Linked DNA regions of Mus musculus: region 2 is linked to region 1. Evidence: chromatin contacts called from public HiChIP or PLAC-seq data. All regions are on one chromosome and are shown on one strand. Each heading gives the region's core, a stretch centred on a gene start, on an enhancer-like site or on the middle of the called end of the contact. The rest is flanking DNA. Distances are from core to core; before and after follow the strand shown. Region 1 holds the start of Mtus2 (microtubule associated tumor suppressor candidate 2). Region 2 overlaps Mtus2 (microtubule associated tumor suppressor candidate 2).

What was found. HiChIP or PLAC-seq counts read pairs in DNA pulled down with a chosen protein or histone mark.
Region 2: an H3K27ac HiChIP or PLAC-seq map of heart atrium shows a contact between it and region 1, with 6 read pairs. The contact joins the enhancer-like site here to the promoter of Mtus2 in region 1. A contact is called at or near these places in 4 of 39 promoter capture datasets (the HPC-7 cell line, embryonic stem cells, liver and 1 more), 1 of 484 Hi-C or Micro-C datasets (forebrain), 11 of 115 datasets of contacts at active chromatin or transcription factors (embryonic basal ganglia, embryonic forebrain, embryonic hindbrain and 6 more) and 2 of 9 other capture datasets (adipose tissue and pancreatic islet).

The regions. Positions count from the first base shown.
Region 1 is chr5:147,955,582-147,958,750 of GRCm38.p6, reverse strand. Mtus2 (microtubule associated tumor suppressor candidate 2) reads right to left here and starts at 1,431. Exons shown (of 15, transcript NM_001359503.1): 1 at 1,030-1,431.
Region 2 is chr5:148,270,625-148,273,793 of GRCm38.p6, reverse strand. The region is part of intron 7 of Mtus2 (microtubule associated tumor suppressor candidate 2); the gene reads right to left. Among named protein-coding and RNA genes, the nearest start is that of Gm46928, 120 kb to the right of the region's middle. Within about 2 kb of position 1,548, at least 34 of the 459 cell types and tissues checked have an H3K27ac peak or open chromatin away from gene starts, as enhancers often do. A contact at or near this core is called in heart atrium, where this site is marked.

The DNA of each region.
Region 1 (3,169 bases), core at 182-2,681:
AAGCACGAAACGATGCCCACCAACAGTCACAACCCTGACTCCACATGAGCCACACACATAACAAATGCCATCACCAGAAACCAGTAAGAACAAGATGCGTATCTGATGTTTTCCACTCTCATCTTTGTACCTGAAAAATTACGGTACGTGTGAGCAGAGATCTTTAATAACTGTCAACACACGATTAGCTATGTCCACGTGACAGCAAAATACAACTACCTAACAACTTAAAAGCCAAAACGGCTATGTGACAGGGATCTATTTCTTTAAGTCACTTCCCACCTATTTATTGTCAGAGACGTCCCACTGGTTTTCATAACAGACTTAAAAAAAAAAAAAAAGCCTGTTTTGTGTCTTAACGCTTGAGAGTCTACGGTATGAATTTTTCTTTTGAAAGGACCTCCTGTCGCCTTTAAATGATACCAAAACCATCTCATGCTTATCCTGAAGGAAAGTTTTGAGCTAAGACAGAAATTATGGCTCTGACTTCCTGCGCTCTTACGTTCTCTGGTAACCGCTCCTAACTTTACCAACCAGCAAATATTCCTGTGAAGCACTTACATAACAAAAGAGTGCAGGCGCCTCTGGCACGCCGCCAAGCGTACTTCTCTGGGTGTTTGTATTTAAAATAGAACGGTAGTAACATCACTTGCAAGCCTTTCCCTGCACAGACTCAGAATGAAGGGGGTTGAAAAATGGATGGAGCAAGCCTTACCATTCTAGGGCTCCAAGGAAATAACACATCGGTGCTAAATTAAGACGAAGACACGGACCGAATTATCCCGAGCTGGGGGTGGAGAGGGGTGGGAGCTCGCTTAGGCTAACCCGCTGTCGCCTCTGAAACACCGTGCTCAACCTGACATCCCCGGAAGGTGCGAGTGGGTTGCAGCCTCTCTCCGGCGGAGCAGAAGATGTGGGCAGCGGGGAGCGGGCTCTCTGATGCCAGAGAAGCCAGCAAAAGGCACCGCCTCCGCCCCGCTCTGCACCTGTCTCCAGCCGGATCGGGACGCGCGGACAGCAGTCGCTCACCTGGGTCTGGAGGAGCCAAGAAGGATGTGCAGAGAGACCAGAGCAGCCTCCGGGAGCATCCCGGGCCGGGCTACCTCCGCACGCAGCTCCTTCGCAGCTGGAGTTTGCAACGCGCCCACGCGTCCAGACTCCTGACCCACCCGGGTCTTCTGCAACTTGACAGAGCGCGGGCTGAGGTGGCGCAGGTGGCGAGCTTAGGGCACCGGGGTACCTGGGGCCGTGGCCGCAGCCAGCCCTCCGCCCGCGCACTTCACCACTGGGCACCGCCCAAGCCGCCGGGCTCTGATCACAGGGATGGCCCGGGCTGAGGACGCCTCGCCGGACAAAGACGCCGCTCCCGCCCACCCTCCAGTGAGGTGCCGTCCGCGGTGACAGAAGCCGGGCTGCAGCGGCCCGAGGCGCGCACCCCCTCCCGGCCGCCCGGAGATGCTCGCGAGCCCCGGCGCCTCCTCTCGTCCGGAGCCCCGTGGGGGGAGCCGAGCGCCCTCTGCTGGCCCGACACGACCCGGCAGCTCACGGGACCACAGTGGTCCGGAGCATCCAGCCTCAGACCCCAGAGAAAGGAGAAGCAGCCTGAGGTCGCTGACCTAGACTCCTGACTCCCACGAGTGGGATGTGCTGTGGTCCAATCGGAAGAGAGAGCCTCTTTTAATTGCGTGCAGCAGGAAGAATTGGGGTCCAGCGGGTGAACTCGCAAGGGATGTAGCGGGGCTGATGGACAGGAGACTAAAGAAGTCTCTGTAAGGGTTTTGTGTGTGATTGTGTGCGGGTTTGGCGGGGGTGGGGGTGGGGGAGTTGGGGTGTTTGAGGCAGGATCTCACTTGAGACTCACAGATATCCTCTTGCCTCTGCCTCCAAATCTAGGGGTAATGCATAGCCGGCTACCCACTTGAAAGACTCTTGTCTCAACGCAAGCTTGTCTGCTTCGTAGTTCACAACGTTCCTCAGAAGTAAACATGAACGCAGGACTTCTCAGTAGCCCTTCCAGGTCGCCTGAAAGCAGCGCACCTGGGAAGCCTGAAGACAGCCGGGGGGCTTCTCCAGCCTCTGGCTCACAAGATTTGGGACAGACTGACAGAGAAGACAATGAGATGCTGGCTTACTGATGTGCTTGCTCGCTTTCTCTTGGGGGTCGGGAGTGTGGGGAAAATGGGCTCCCTCCCCCACCCCAGCATTGCTGTGCCGAGCAACATTTTATACCAGCTGAATTTTTGTACTAACTGGTCTATATTGTGAAGGGAAATCATGAAAGAGCACTTTTCACACGGCTGTCTTTTTACATTATTCTATGTGGCCTCCCATTTCTTCTGGAGGAATCTAGGGCACGTTTTATCGCTTTTCCTGTCACCTTCGGGTGTTAACAAGCGGTCTGACTGGCTGTTATTACAAAGTCCAGTCCAATCTAAATCAAACTTTAAGCTCATTTCATTTAAGCCTTCGCCCCTCCCTTCCCCTAACTCACAAACCCCAGCCTGACTTAAACCTAGAAAGATAGTAAAGCCTCCTTTGTGCCATTCACTTTCCTATTTGGGTGCTCTGTGAAGCCCATGCCTCCCAGGTGCAAGGAATGAGGTCCTGGCGCTACAGCTCCTTCCTCGGGCCACTCCCACTCCTCCAGGGACTCATCCCACCCCCACCCCCATCCCACAGGCAGACCTGACCATCTTCCACCACATCGGCTGACAGTGTTCATTAAACTCTCTACAGAAGCTCTGGTTAGCTTCTTCCTTGAGCCTCACACTCCAGATGACAGGCACCAGCTTCTTCAACACATTTCTTCTCAGGCACACAGTGAGTGAGCCCTTCCTCCTCGCCCCGCTGGTACCCTGCCAATCTCACTGCTGAGCCAACAGAATGCCTTCCTAGCAAGGACCACCGAAAAGACCAATACCTCTAGGCCATTGTGTACCTGCCTGTCTCCACGGCAGCACAAGGCAAGGCACTGAGATCATGGGAGTAGAAACAGCTAAGGCATACAACTGTGACTCCTTGGGCTCTGCCAGGAAAACAAAGAGGATGCCAGCATCTTGCTGGCTTTCTCTACCTTACTTCTTTGATTGTGTCAGGGTCCCTGGCCCCATAGCACCGTGCTACTCATACACTCAAGGGAAGTCCTCCCTCTCAGAGAACCCTCTCTGGA
Region 2 (3,169 bases), core at 299-2,798, 310 kb before region 1:
TCATAACTATAATTTGCTACTGTTATGAAACTTAATGTAAATATCTAATGAGCAGTATATCTGACATGCAACCCCCAAAGGGGTCTCCACCCACAGGTTGAGAACCAATGACCTAGACTTTGAAACCAACTCTCCATTGTTAATAATCTTGAATGGTGTAAATTCATTATGAATAGTTGTTACTCTATACTATCCAGGGAACAATGGTAACAAAAACAAAAAGACCAGCTGAGCAGTGGTGGCGCACATGTTTAATCCCAGCACTTGGGAGGCAGAGGCAGGTGGATTTCTGAGTTTGAGGCCAGCCTGGTCTACACAGTGAGTTCCAGGATAGCCAGGGCTACACAGAGAAACCCTGTCTCAAAAAACAAAAAACAAAACAAAACAGACCAAAATGTTGTGTGCTTCCAGTATTGATTTCGGATGCATGGTTGATTGATTGAGACCAAGTTGATTGACTACTACACGATTGTGGTTGTAGACACTCCAGATTCTGAGGTGCACCAGTACTGTTAATGATCCCTGGACTTTTTTTCTATTTATGTGGAGGCAATAGAGACTCTGTGATGAAGAGACCAGCTGCCTTAGAAATGGAAAACCCAGGCGTTTCAACCCAGGGCCCAATTATCAAACAGCATACACACCAAGGTTCTCCCTACCTCTCCCCACGTCGGTGTGACCTCAAGAGCCAGGCTGGATATGGGTTGGATTTTGCACTCTTGGTCATGTAACCTCTCACATCTAACTTGAGGAGAGGCAGCCAGCTGCCACCGGATCTGGCTCTGTGGAAAATTCTCTAGCTACAGCCCCTGACCTCTGCCTCCATCCTGTCAGCTTACACTACCCGTGATTGTCCTTGAAATTGACTTTCGGGTTGCATGTTGGGACATTTCCAGTGTTTGATGCCTCTTTAGCTCATCCTTCTGGGCGTGTAACTCCAGATAGGGTAGCTGTTTGCTTCCCCCAACACACACTCCCCATCAATTCTAGATGAACCTTTCTGATGTCCCTGGACACATTCCTGCTGAAGATGTTGGCTCTGCTAAGCCTTAGCTCGCCAAGGCCAACCTGGCTGTTTTGCCTGTTCTGGTAAGATCCTTCCTTCCTTAAGTGCTTGATTTTGAAATGACATCAACCCTTCCGACTTATACACCAAATGAGCTAAGTGAGCTATTGTGCGTTTCCTGAAAGCCAAACCAGAATGACATCATGACAGCTGCGTTGGGCAGTGTCAATCGTGGTGACCTTAGGATCAGCGTTGTCTAGGTGAACACCAATGACCACTTCCATTGGTTTTCAATTTGATGAGCCAGCCCCTGACCCACTGTGGAACCACAGAGGCCAGCAGAAGTCCTGATCTTGAGAGGCCCTTAGTCTCCGGGGACTCTTAAGAGTCCTGCAATGATTTCACATCACTCTTTGCACCGTTCCCTGGATGATGGTAAGCCGGGAGGATTGGGACAGGAGGGGGTCAGACCAGCACATTCCTAAATGGGGAATGTGTGGAAAATTCCTCACTGGTGCCAAGCATGTGAACGCCTGTGTTCACTCAAGAGGGCTAAATATAGATGCATCAACCACCCACACTGTCCTGGTGACAGAGTCCAGGCACCTCAGAGCCCACGAAGGCCATTCCTCTCCGGTGACTGTTTAGTCTAAGACAGGCTTCCCTTCAAATAGAAACTTGTGGAGCACTCAGTTCTCCTCAAGTCAGTGTTCATGGCTTCTTAGCATCATCTCCCATTTCATTACATACCTCTCCTTCGCAGTCCTGGCTTTCCTGTTATTTCAGTGTGATACATGATCTTAAATGTGGAACCCAAGATGATCAGGGGCCAGGAAACATCATAGGAGGTCTACTCCCCTGGACAGTCTTTGAAGACTTGGCTCCCCATGTGTACTGGCTGGTTTTGTGTGTCAACTTGACACAAGCTGGAGTTATCACAGAGAAAGGAGCTTCAGGTGAGGAAATGCCTCCATGAGGTCCAGCTGTAAGGCATTTTCTCAATTAGTGATCAAGCAGGGAGGGCCCATTGTGGGTGGTGCCATCCCTGGCCTGGTGATCTTGGGTTCTATAAGAAAGCAAGCTGAGCAAGGCAGGGGAAGCAAGCCAGTAAGCAGCACCCCTCCAAGGCCTCTGCATCAGCTCCTGCTTCCTGACCTGTTTGAGTTCCAGTCCTGACATCCTTTGGTGATAAACAGCAGTGTGTAAGTGTAAGCTGAATAAACCCTTTCCTCCCCAACTTGATTCTTGGTCATGATGTTTTGAGCAGGAATAGAAACCCTGACTAAGACACCATGCGACAGACTTCTGAGAATCTGGCCGTCCCTCTTTTCTAGCTAAATACACCTGGCAGAGCATAGAAGCCACTCATCCCTGCAACAACAAACAACTGGACGAGTAGCCAAGCCTCGAGCCAGTCTGCCATACTCTGTTACCTTAACCTGCTTAGTCTGCTGTTATCTGTTTGGATGACTGACACTACCTCATAGACCTGGTGGAAATAGGAAGTGAAAAAGTCTCTCCTAGTTAACATCACATGTGTGACTCCACACTTGGGCACTGGCCATCCACGCCCCTTCTTGAATGAGCAACTAATCCATAAAACTAAGGTTGTATCCAGTGTCTCTGGATGGCTTCCCCTCCACTGAATCTAGAAACAAAAAGCTTATACACTACCAGACACTAACTGAGTGCCTACTGTATGCCAGGCAAATGGTACTTTGGCCTCCAAGAAACCAGTATCTCAGAGTACGCTGGTACACCAGCAATTATAGCAGAGTGTGAGGTAGCCCAGGAGGTCAGGATGTCTTGGAGATTTAAACTGAGGCCAGAGGAGAAATAAAAAGTGTCTGTGAAAGGAATGTCTTAGGCAGAGGCCAAGAGGAACAGTGATACAAGACAGCACTGGGGGCTTCTGGGAACCTTTGTCACCCTACCAGATGAACCCATAGTCTTTTTTTTTTTTTTTCTTTGTAACTTCAGATCCTGTTCTGTGAAACTCACTGGAAGAATTCTTGTTTGTCTGTAAGAGGTACCGAGGACAGATGATTAAGTTCACTGTAGTTTGAGCATGCTTCTGAACCTGGGGTGTGTGTGTGTGTGTGTGTGTGTCTGTCTGTCTGTCTGTCTGTCTGTCTATGCCTAAGGACTCTTAATAATCTTTGT